Regions from separate parts of the Mus musculus genome. Here region 2 is linked to region 1. The links are chromatin contacts, called in public HiChIP or PLAC-seq maps. All regions are on one chromosome and are shown on one strand. Each heading gives the region's core, a stretch centred on a gene start, on an enhancer-like site or on the middle of the called end of the contact. The rest is flanking DNA. Distances are from core to core; before and after follow the strand shown. Region 1 has its middle 9.6 kb from the start of Gm42294. Region 2 has its middle 58 kb from the start of 8030451A03Rik.

Region 1 (4,751 bases), core at 1,585-4,084:
ATGTCCCTGGGACAGAACCAGCTACTCTCATTTTGCTAAATCATCCTATTGTCAAAATTCCTTCTAAATGGTTATGTTCATACCCATGGACCTGGAGTGTATTCAGCCTTAAGAGAGAACCTTCTTTTTACAGGGGACAACAATGAATGCGGTCCTGGTCAATGTACTGAGAATAAGACATTGTGAGTTCTCAGCCCTAAATGGGACATCTTTATCAATCCTCCCAAACTCCCACGTATTTGCAAAGAATACCATGAAGAGGGGGCAGAAAGAACATTAAGAACCAGAGGATGGGTAAGAATGCTTGAAATGCTGTCACCTGGACACAACATGACTATTATATTCACGAACTCACAGTAGTGGTAGTTATCTGCACAATACCTACACAAAATCAACCCAGCCAAAATTCTGACAAAATAGACTAAGGTGAAGCTTGGGAGAGTCCTGTGACCCCACCTATTCCCCAGGAAGTATTGGCAATTGATAGATGCCAAGGGAGGGAGAACCATCATTCTTTGAGGGTATGGGCACTATTAAGTTACCCATTCTCCAGTGGATGGCCACACATTCATCCAAGTATGGACAGTACTAACTGGACTTAGTGGGTTGTTTAAAAACATGAAAAAAAAAAAAGACACGCATTTGGGAGATGTGTTGTGGGGATTCCAGAAGAAGCTGGAAAAGAAACATGGAATCAATCTAGTTCATGGCATACAAGGAGAAAATTCTCAAAGAATTAATTTTTAAGTTAATTTTTTTAAGAAAAGAAAACTGTCTTAAAGTATTTTTTTTCCAAATGACTTTACGGTTAGTAAATGTTCCTTTTGTTTATATGAAACTCCATGGCAACTAAGAACATCTCTGCCTTTCACCTAGTATCATGAATACAAAGACGCCGTCAACATTTGTTAAATGCAGCTCTTACTTTTTTTGTTTGACTTTGAACAACAACAACAAAAAAAATGTCTTGAGACTATTTCCTGGTTGATGACTTGAAAAGACTGAGTGAGTCTATGATACGATATCTCCAGAGTCCAGGAATATTTTGTTTTTAGATCAAGGAAATGCCCCAGAGCATCGAGTGGGAATTGCTCCCCTTCAGGGCTCACCAGAGGAGCAGAAGCTTAAGACAATAAAATAAGCGTGAAATAAGAATGCACCTGGCTCCAGTGGTCCAGGCCTGCACACCCTGCTATTTGGAGGGATGAAGCGAGAGAACAGTAGGTTGAAGGCTTAAGTTGCCCAAGCAACTTAGCAAAGCCATCTCAAACTTAAAGAAAGACAAAAAATTGTAAGAGCTGGGAACTGCTCGGTTGCAGACACTTTCCTAGCAGGAGTGACAACCTAGCCTCAGTCCCCAGCACCAACAAAATGAAACAAGAAATTAATATTCCTTCGGCTGTGTTCCTTCCAAAGTACTATATTTAAGAGGATTAAAAAGAGAAGCCAGCGGTGCTGCTCCTCTCTTAGAAAATGCCCTTTAATGACTCAGGGCAACTCCTAGCTCCAGCTGGAAGTCCTCACACTCAACCCTGGAAGTCAGCGAGGTTTAACTGAGCAAACCTTACACTCTCTCGCAGCCTGCATTCCTTCGCTGTAAAGTCGATCCACAGGGAGATTTGAATCAAGCTACGTGTCCAGCCGGACCCCTCCACACAGAAGGCCTCACTCAGTCTTAGCTTCCATGGGGTGGACAGTGTCAAAATCCCAATTACTGAGAAGTTGTGTAAGTGGTGATTTTTTTCCAGAAAAGCCCCCACAGCGTGGCTGGGCACTATTTATGGCTACACCATTTCAAATTTTCTCCTCTGGCTCCTCTGGAGATTCTGAGAGTTTCCTGATATCCTCTAAAAATTCCCATTTGCTACTTAGGTAAGTTAGAGTGGATTCCACTGTCTGCAACGTGGGGCCATTGCTGTCCTTCCTGAGGTCACATTTCACAGACCCTTCACTAAAAAAAAGGAAAGCTTTATGGGAAAGGAGATTGTATGGAGCTACACAGTGAGGCTCCCCCTGAACTCTAATAGGATTTCATGTTCTGCCCTCCTCAGTATATGTGTCAAGGATCTTCTATGGTCAACAGAAGCTCTTTACAAACAATGGCTACCTGATGCAGTCCATGGGAAAAAGGCCCAGCAGGATCCTAGGCAGGTCCTCTCAATTCCCCAAGGTGCTTCAAGGGCGAAATGAAGATATGGCTGCTCCAAGGTATGGTTGAGGAGAAGGTATTTATCGTAGATGTGAGGAAGAGTACAGCCAGAGGCACCTGCAAGAGTCCAGAGCACGGAGAGAAAGCAGTAGACAGAAAACATGGCCAGCAGATTGGACCAGGCCATGGGGTCTAGGAGGGGAGGGCAGAGAACAAGAAAAGAAGACCAAGGACAACAGAACCAATGGAACCTGTGGCTGAAATGCCAGGGTTATATAAGGGAGAAAGCTTGAGAAGGGAAGGGGAGTCTATGGGTTGGAGAGGTTCAGGGTACTAAACAGAGCAAGGAGAGCTAAGAGAAGCCACAGGTAATGGGTGATCCTGGGGGCCAGCATCTGCTTTGTGGTATGCTAACAGGCACCATGGCTAGCCAATTGACCTGAGTTGCTTTGGAACCCGACAATTCCCTGGCCTGGGAAATGGAAGGCTAATACACAACCTAGAAGATGATGTGAGGTTTAACAACAACAACAACAATATTGTGCAGAACTCTGGCCAGCTACAAATCTAAAAACCCACATGGGATCTAGCTCCACCAGGGACTAGATCATGGATTCCTCCCCCAGGGCAGTAAGTGATCTGGCTTCTCAGAGTAGGGCCCAGCCAAAATAGGAGGAATATCACCCTCTGCTGGACAAGCTCTCTAACAACTTCATTGACCTGAGACACAGAAACAGTCTAAAAGAGAGGTCCATGACCAAGGTCACACCAAGAACAAATGTTAGAGCCAGGGCCAGATCTCAGTCTCATGAACCCCTCCACATAGAACACCAAACCTTCCCCTCACTGTGGGGTCCTGCTCACATGCTCCTGACTCCTTGATACAGCTCAAGGACACTATCAGCCATAGCACTGGAGCTAAATTCCAGCCAAAACCGGGTAATTCCCCACCCAGTTGTAACTGGCAAAAAAGTAACCCTTCTTCTCAGCAGAATGTACTGTGTTAGTGTTGTGGTTTTCATACTAACAAACTGCTATAACTATGGCAACTTCTTGGAAACATGGATGCAGTCCCAAGCATAACTGGAGAGTTCTCAGAGAAAGGAATAACAGAGTGCCCAACTTCCCCAGGAACTAGAGAAAGATCCTTGAATTCACACATCGATCTCTGCCCTTGAAGATAAGTCCAAAGGGTTTCAAAGCAAATCCCCTTCATGCACAAGTGAACTACATCAATTGGAACAAAGTTTACTTAAGACATCTGACAGTCCCATTTTGCCATATTAATTAAAGTCAGAGAGATGGGAAATGTGGTGGGTCTTTACAATAGGGACAGAGTGCTCCTTTTGATTTTTTTTTTAATATCTGGTCTCTTCAAACGGAAATCATAGGAAAGAATACATCCCACATGGCAGACGGTAAGCTCTGTCCTCAGGAAAAAACATGGGGTGAGGGGGATGTAAAGTCATCTGTGTGTTTGTTCAACCTGAGTTAATATATTACAATGTTCACAGACACTGAGACATCAGGGCCACAAATATATACAAATCTGTTTTCCATAGCAACAAAGAGAGGGAGGAAGGGAAAAAAGAAGGGAGGATCTTGAGTTGGTCACCAGACGTAGCTTTCTAGATAATGGGGCATCTAGTAGACTCGGTCAGCTTTGCAGGGTTATTGTAAGAGTCTAATTGACTCCATGAGAACACCATGTTCGTGTCATTTACTCCCCTCCCCTCTGTGATGGGTCACAGAATCATTCATCCTCGACAGGAGCCTGGATGTTGGCCTGCTTCAATGATCTACTCTGTTAGCAGGCACTCAACAACACCAGTAGCTAATACTGAGTATTTACAGTAGTGCTCTTTGAAGAGGTTTGCACGGGTTAACGGTCATAAGAACCCTGTGAGGAAGGCTCTCCTCACTGTCCCCAGTTTGCAAGTGAAATAACTTGAGGCTGAGGAACTTAAGTAATCCATTCAAGGTCACACTCATGAATATTTGAACTCAAGCCCACTCAACTGCACATACCCCATTCTTTTTTTCTGTTTATGAGATTATATTATAACTAAAACATTTCTCTCTTCCCTTTCCTCCTTCCAACCCTCCCACATGCCCCTCCCTTCTCTCTTTCAAATGCCGCGTGAATACACTTCTTATAGTCCAGCCAGAGAGTTAAAAAAAAAAAAAAAAAAAAGATCACAGAGGGCTCAGTGTGAGTGTGAGTCCAGGGCTGTGTCCTCACAAATGCACATCAGTCAAAACTTTATGGTTATTGCAGCCATTGATGTCATCGCTCTGCTTCCAACAACAAAGATGTGCGTGCTCCATCAAAGTCCAGTGGAAGGCAGCACTTATCAGGGCCAGGTTTGCTGTCTCTTCACTCTGGAGTGAAGAAAACAGGCTAATTTGTGAGGAGTAGGGAAGTTAGAATAGGGTGTGACTGGACTACTGAGCTCTGCGATAGAATAGGGTGTGACTGGAGTACTGAACTCTGTGATAGAATAGGGTATGACTGGAGTACTGAGCTCTGCGATAGAATAGGGTGTGACTGGAGTACTGAGCTCTGCGATAGAATAGGGTGTAACAGGAGTACTGAGCTCTG
Region 2 (5,408 bases), core at 93-2,592, 240 kb before region 1:
AGCTGCTGTCCATGTAACCTGAGCAGGTCTTCCTACTCCACAGCGTTAGGAAAGGGATGAGTCACCAACACTGTTTTGAGGTCAAATAGATTTAAGTTTGAGCCCTAATCCTGACAGAAGTTAACTACAATCTTAAGGTTGATCCTCTTAGATGGTGTTTAGAATAGCCCAGAATGTAGTTCAAAGCAGAGACAGTACTGGCAGAGGAGAAGAACACTTCATAAAGAAAGAACATTGGCTGTGCGACAAAGAGGAGGACAACTCTGGGAATTGGGGTTTACTGAAGACTAAGAGGTCACCACATCCACCCAAAGCACTCAGACAAAATCTCTGGAGATGTGGTCAGAAAGCTCTTCCAAGACAAGACTCTTGTCTGCTTCCTTGTCTGCCCTATGCTGAACCAACCAAAACCAACAATAGCGAACAGATACTGAGAAACCCATTGCTACCACCATACCAAGTGCTCTCAGAGACCTGGACATGAATCAGTACCATGTATTCCCTCAGGATGGGTTACAGGAAAGTGAGGAGGGGAAGACTTTCAGGAGGCTATCTAAAAGAAAGAAGACAACTGGCCTCTATTCTAGATGAGTTTTGAGCAAAGAGCTCAGTCCTCAGGGAAAGAGGGCACTTCTGCCAGCCACACCTAGGAGGAAGGGGACAGATGCTTTGAATCTAGGGATCTGAAAGAAAGGTCAAAACCCAAGCCAAAATAAATCACTGAATCTAGGCATCTGTAGCAGGAAATAGCATCATTTAGGACAAGCCTTGGAATGACTATCCCCTACTGTCCTCCCTACTCTTTCTTCTGCTCAGGATACTCCTGAAAGTCCCTCCTTTAGTCTTGGAAATGTTAGGCATTAGGAAGTTCCACTGGAAATAAGTTTTCTTCTAAAAGGGAAATAGAGGCAGGTAGCCAAAAGAGAAGGGAAAAATAGGATGAAATGGAAAAGAAAAGAGAATATAAAGAAAATGAGCCTTCAACTATAGTTTGAGCAGACAGCAGTTAACCACCCAACCTGCTCTGATTAAATGCCTACAGTCTTACCACAAGTTGAGATCCTTGCAACTAGGAACAGTCCTGAGAGCGAGTTCTGGACAATGTTGAGTTGTAGGCAAAGCCCTGTGAGTCCCAGGGTCTCCTGCAAGAAGTAGAAAGGGTTTTCGTGGCTCAAAATTTGGGCCACTGTGCATCAAGTATTCATTAAGCCACATCAAAGACTGAGGGTGGGTTGCTGGGTCTGTACTGAAAGTCCTCAGGAGCCACAACTCAGGAGGGGAGGAAGAGGCTCCCAGCACTGCCCCCTGCTCCCCAGGGGACCAGGTACTTTCCTAAAGAGAATGCATCACTTGGTTCTTCCTGTGCTTTTACTGTAAACTCTTGGTTTATCACCTTGGAGGAAGGACAGAGTAGAGAGACAGAAGCTGGGACAGAGAAAGGCAGATGGTTTGAGTTAAGAAAGAGACACAGTAGTTAAGTAGCCACAGATACTTATACATCCAGAGCTATGAGTGACAGGTCTGTGTGATTGATAGGCAAAGATGAAGGGTTAACTAAAGGAACTTGCTTTCCCATCTGTGATCCAGGAATCCAAGAAGGCAAAAATGAAAAAAAAAAAAAAAAAAAAACAGCCTTCTGATGCTTTTCATTGCACCTTTTGCAGAACACTGGTGTAAACACTTTTCCTGAATCCCTGTAGAAAACAAAGTCGCAGGGTGGGGGAGACTCAGAAACAAGGGAAAAGGTTATAAGTCCTGAGGCCCAAATGTGCTTACAGAACACTGGCAAACTTCGTTGTTATCCATGTACCAAAACAGAATGAAAAGAACAGAAGTCTCCCTTGCTATTTTCCCACCCAGTGGAAGAGACACTTGCGCAGCTCCACCCATTCCCTGGCAGAGTAGGAAATGGGTTGGAAGTGCTTAAGAAAGAAGCCAGTGATCTGATCGTGATGAACAAGCTACAGTGGTAAATCAGCTACGGCATTCTGGTCTTCAGGTGAATGTGTGTTCACGAGAGGAAGAAGTGTCACCATACACAAAGGTGACCGAGATCTCAGTGCTGAGAGACAAAGAGCATGATTCAGGAAAACCAGTTCTGTGACAAGCTGTGGAAAAAAGTTACTTAGAAGACAATGACAACTTGAAATGAAAGTCTAAAACCTAGGAGCCTGACCCTCCAAGCCCAGAGCCCAGGAGGGCTACATAAAAGGCAAGAGGCCCTAACTGCTGGTTGAAACTCTTGGGTCCTGATATGTGAAAACCTTACTGCTTCACTTCCTATTTGTGAGTTTGTGGAGAACCACACCCAAAAAACATGAGCAAAACAGTACTCATCCAATCCATATATTCTAAAACATAAGACTATAGGCAAGTCTAGAGAACAGTGGACCTGCATCACCCCAATAACCATCAACCAGCTTAACCAGTCTTCTAGGTCATTCCTCCAGAGAATGAAAGGTAAAAGACACCAGGGCTCCTCAGAAACATAATTAGAGACAGAGTTTGCATCTGGTACCTTGGTGTTTGTTTGTTTGTTTGTTTGTTTGTTTGTGATGTTAGTTTTCTTTTTGGTTGGTTGGTGGTTTGGATTGGTTTGGTTTGGTTTGGTTTGGTTTGGTTTGGTTTGGTTTGGTTTGGTTTGGTTTGGTTTGGTTTGGTTTGGTTTGGTTTGATTTACTCCCTTCTTGCTTTTACTGGATAGTGAAAGGGTAGGCCATTTCCTCAATTCTGTCTACATGAAAGGCACTCAGGAAGAGACACACAGAACTTTATCTGTGTCTCTAGAGTGCAGTGACTTCTAACTTGAACAAATAAGAGGATGTGATGTCTACTGATCCCCTCAACTGCAGCCTACTGCTGGGCATGGTGGCATGCACTGTAATTGTCGCACTTGGAATCCCAAAGCAAGAGGATCTGGCGGTTAAGGCCATTCTAGGCTCCACAGTGAAGCCTTATTTTAGTAAATAAGTCTCAACTTAGTTTCCTCTCTCTAGTTCCCAGAGTGAGCATGAATAGAGGGATTAGTAACTACACCATGCTCATCTTTCTCATGGGGATGGACTACAGATTTATCTTCATTATCTGCATACAGATAGATGCAGCTCATTCTTCCTGCTGTAAAGAATGCTGTCACGTTTCACTTATTCATTCCTGAGCTTTAATGTTTTCCTAGAGTAGAAACGCAATGCATAATGAACAAAGAAAACTTAGAACTGACCAAAAAAAAAAAAAAAAGGAATTGGTTTTGAAATGCCAGTTATAGGCACAGACCAGTCACTTGGGTTGCAGTGAACAGGTTGGGATAGGTGGAGCAGAAACAAGACAAGAGAGTCTGGGTGGAGATGAAACTGTTCCTGATATGTGAATGGTGGCTAGAAGCTGGGTTCTAAAGGCCAGGTTGCTCTGATTGCAAACACCAAGCTTTCAGTCACGATGTCACAGAGTGTATTGCCAATAAGGCACTTGAGAAGACACCAGGTAAGTCTTTGATAAGGGGGTGGACCTAAAGTACTCGCCAGGCAGCATTCTATTCTGACTTGGAAAATTATGTCACCTATATCATACATTCCACTGAGCTCCTTGCATTACATAAGCAGATTATGGCTTCAGTGGGACTAAGGGAACCAGAAACAGAGTCTTACATTATTGTATTCAGAACACATTCCAGAGACTGAAGGCCTGCAAAGTTCCCCAAGAGAAGGCCTACTTTAAATACGGAATAAAAAGTATGTTTGTTTATGTTGGTAAATTTTCATGCATCAAGCATTAAGTCATTAAGTTAGCACTGGATGATGACACCCTGGGACATTAACATATAGGTAGGTACAGAGAAAACAAAATATTTATATGGAAACTTCCTGACACACCAGTCACTCACTTCCATGCACTTCCGTATAGTTATGCACCCGGTGTGGTTGAGAGTAAATGGGCTCTCCTCATGGGAGACACATAGAGTGTTACAGTGCCCATTCCTTCTCTCCTTTTTTCACAGAAATTATATTATTACTTTTATTTTTACTTGCTTGTTCCTTATTAATAAATATTTGTGTATAAAATGGTGATCTTAATTACATTTTCATCCGAACAAAGTTACCACGTACCTTGACCTATTTCATTGTACATATATACATTCACTTGTTCTTACAGTGTCAGATTGGATCCCTGCTCCTCCTCCAAAGTCTCCCTTCTACTTTTATGTCTTATTTCATATATGTGATATAAATGGCATATATGAAATATATATGCATATATACATATATTTCCATAACTGAGACCAAGCATGTATTTATCGTTGTGAGTCTGACTTGTTTACTTTAACAAGACAGTAAACAACTGCACCCATTTTCCAGCAAAGTATCAGGTCATTCTTGTCTCTTCTGTGGTTGTCTTCTTTCCTTCTTGTTCCCCAGCCTTCTGCCATCTGCAGAGCACCAAATGAATGAAGACCAGGAGGAAATCGTACACCAGTGCTGCTCTGCCCGTCTGGGATGAATCTGTAAATCCACACAGTGAGGCAGAAAGGAACTTGTGCAGGGAGTGTCAATTCTTGCTCTGCTACTGAGCTCCAGTCCCTGTGTCAAATGATTTTAGCTCACGGGACCTGTGAATGGACGCTAGCTGATTTACACCAGTGCTGCTCTGAGCAGTATGTGAGCTCACTAGAAATGGCGTTCAGAACATAAACAGATGCCTGATGCAAAGGTCGAGGATGATACCTGATGCAATAGGTCGAGGATGAGCTCGTCTGTTTACTGCTCTCATTCCTTTCATTTTCCCCACACCACCCAAAAAGCACAATTTGAGGATTCCATGAGAAGAGCTAGTGGGCAGCTGTGGCAATCTCTTCCAAATGTTTCTCCTATGCTCAGGAAGCATATCTTCCCACCCACGCAAGCCTCGGGGGCACCACAATGGAAGCTGAGAGCCTCCAGCTAGGTGCTTGGTGCTGGGCCAGGCCAACACAAGATGGAGATCCCCAAATACCAATGTCTCCACCTCAAGCAATCCAATCTCAGAGAGTGTAGCAGCCTGCCTTAGGTGTGGGTTAGTCCTCCTAATCTATGGTAATATTCAACTGTTCCCATGATACCTTGCATTCCAGCTATTTTCCAAGCATGCATATAGCCATTATCCCTTTTGTTCTTAGGAGAAATGCATGAGGTTTACTGTTCAATGGCAAATGCCTCACCTTCACAGGTGAAGAAACATCAGTTAAGAGAGGAAGCATTCTGTTCATGATCACAAAAATAGTACATGGAGTAGCCAAGTCCAGATGGTTCATCATCAAGGACAGTCAGCTCAGACATTCTTTCATTACCAGAGTATCCAACTGCACAACTTACTTTAGTGCCTAGATACTGCTTCCTGTCAGGCATACTGAGCCATGGTATGCTGGTTCACCGATC

The links. HiChIP or PLAC-seq counts read pairs in DNA pulled down with a chosen protein or histone mark.
Region 2: a contact with region 1 is called in a BATF HiChIP or PLAC-seq map of CD8 T cells, with 7 read pairs. The contact joins two enhancer-like sites. A contact is called at or near these places in 3 of 15 datasets of contacts at CTCF or cohesin (CD8 T cells and the NIH/3T3 cell line), 13 of 484 Hi-C or Micro-C datasets (CD8 T cells, the CH12 cell line, the HPC-7 cell line and 9 more), 8 of 115 datasets of contacts at active chromatin or transcription factors (CD8 T cells, the NIH/3T3 cell line, Th17 cells and 5 more) and 1 of 9 other capture datasets (macrophages).

The regions. Positions count from the first base shown.
Region 1 is chr4:63,684,439-63,689,189 of GRCm38.p6, reverse strand. No RefSeq gene overlaps it. Among named protein-coding and RNA genes, the nearest start is that of Gm42294, 9.6 kb to the left of the region's middle. Within about 2 kb of position 2,834, at least 15 of the 459 cell types and tissues checked have an H3K27ac peak or open chromatin away from gene starts, as enhancers often do. A contact at or near this core is called in CD8 T cells and the CH12 cell line, where this site is marked.
Region 2 is chr4:63,924,300-63,929,707 of GRCm38.p6, reverse strand. No RefSeq gene overlaps it. Among named protein-coding and RNA genes, the nearest start is that of 8030451A03Rik, 58 kb to the left of the region's middle. Within about 2 kb of position 1,342, at least 10 of the 459 cell types and tissues checked have an H3K27ac peak or open chromatin away from gene starts, as enhancers often do. A contact at or near this core is called in CD8 T cells and the CH12 cell line, where this site is marked.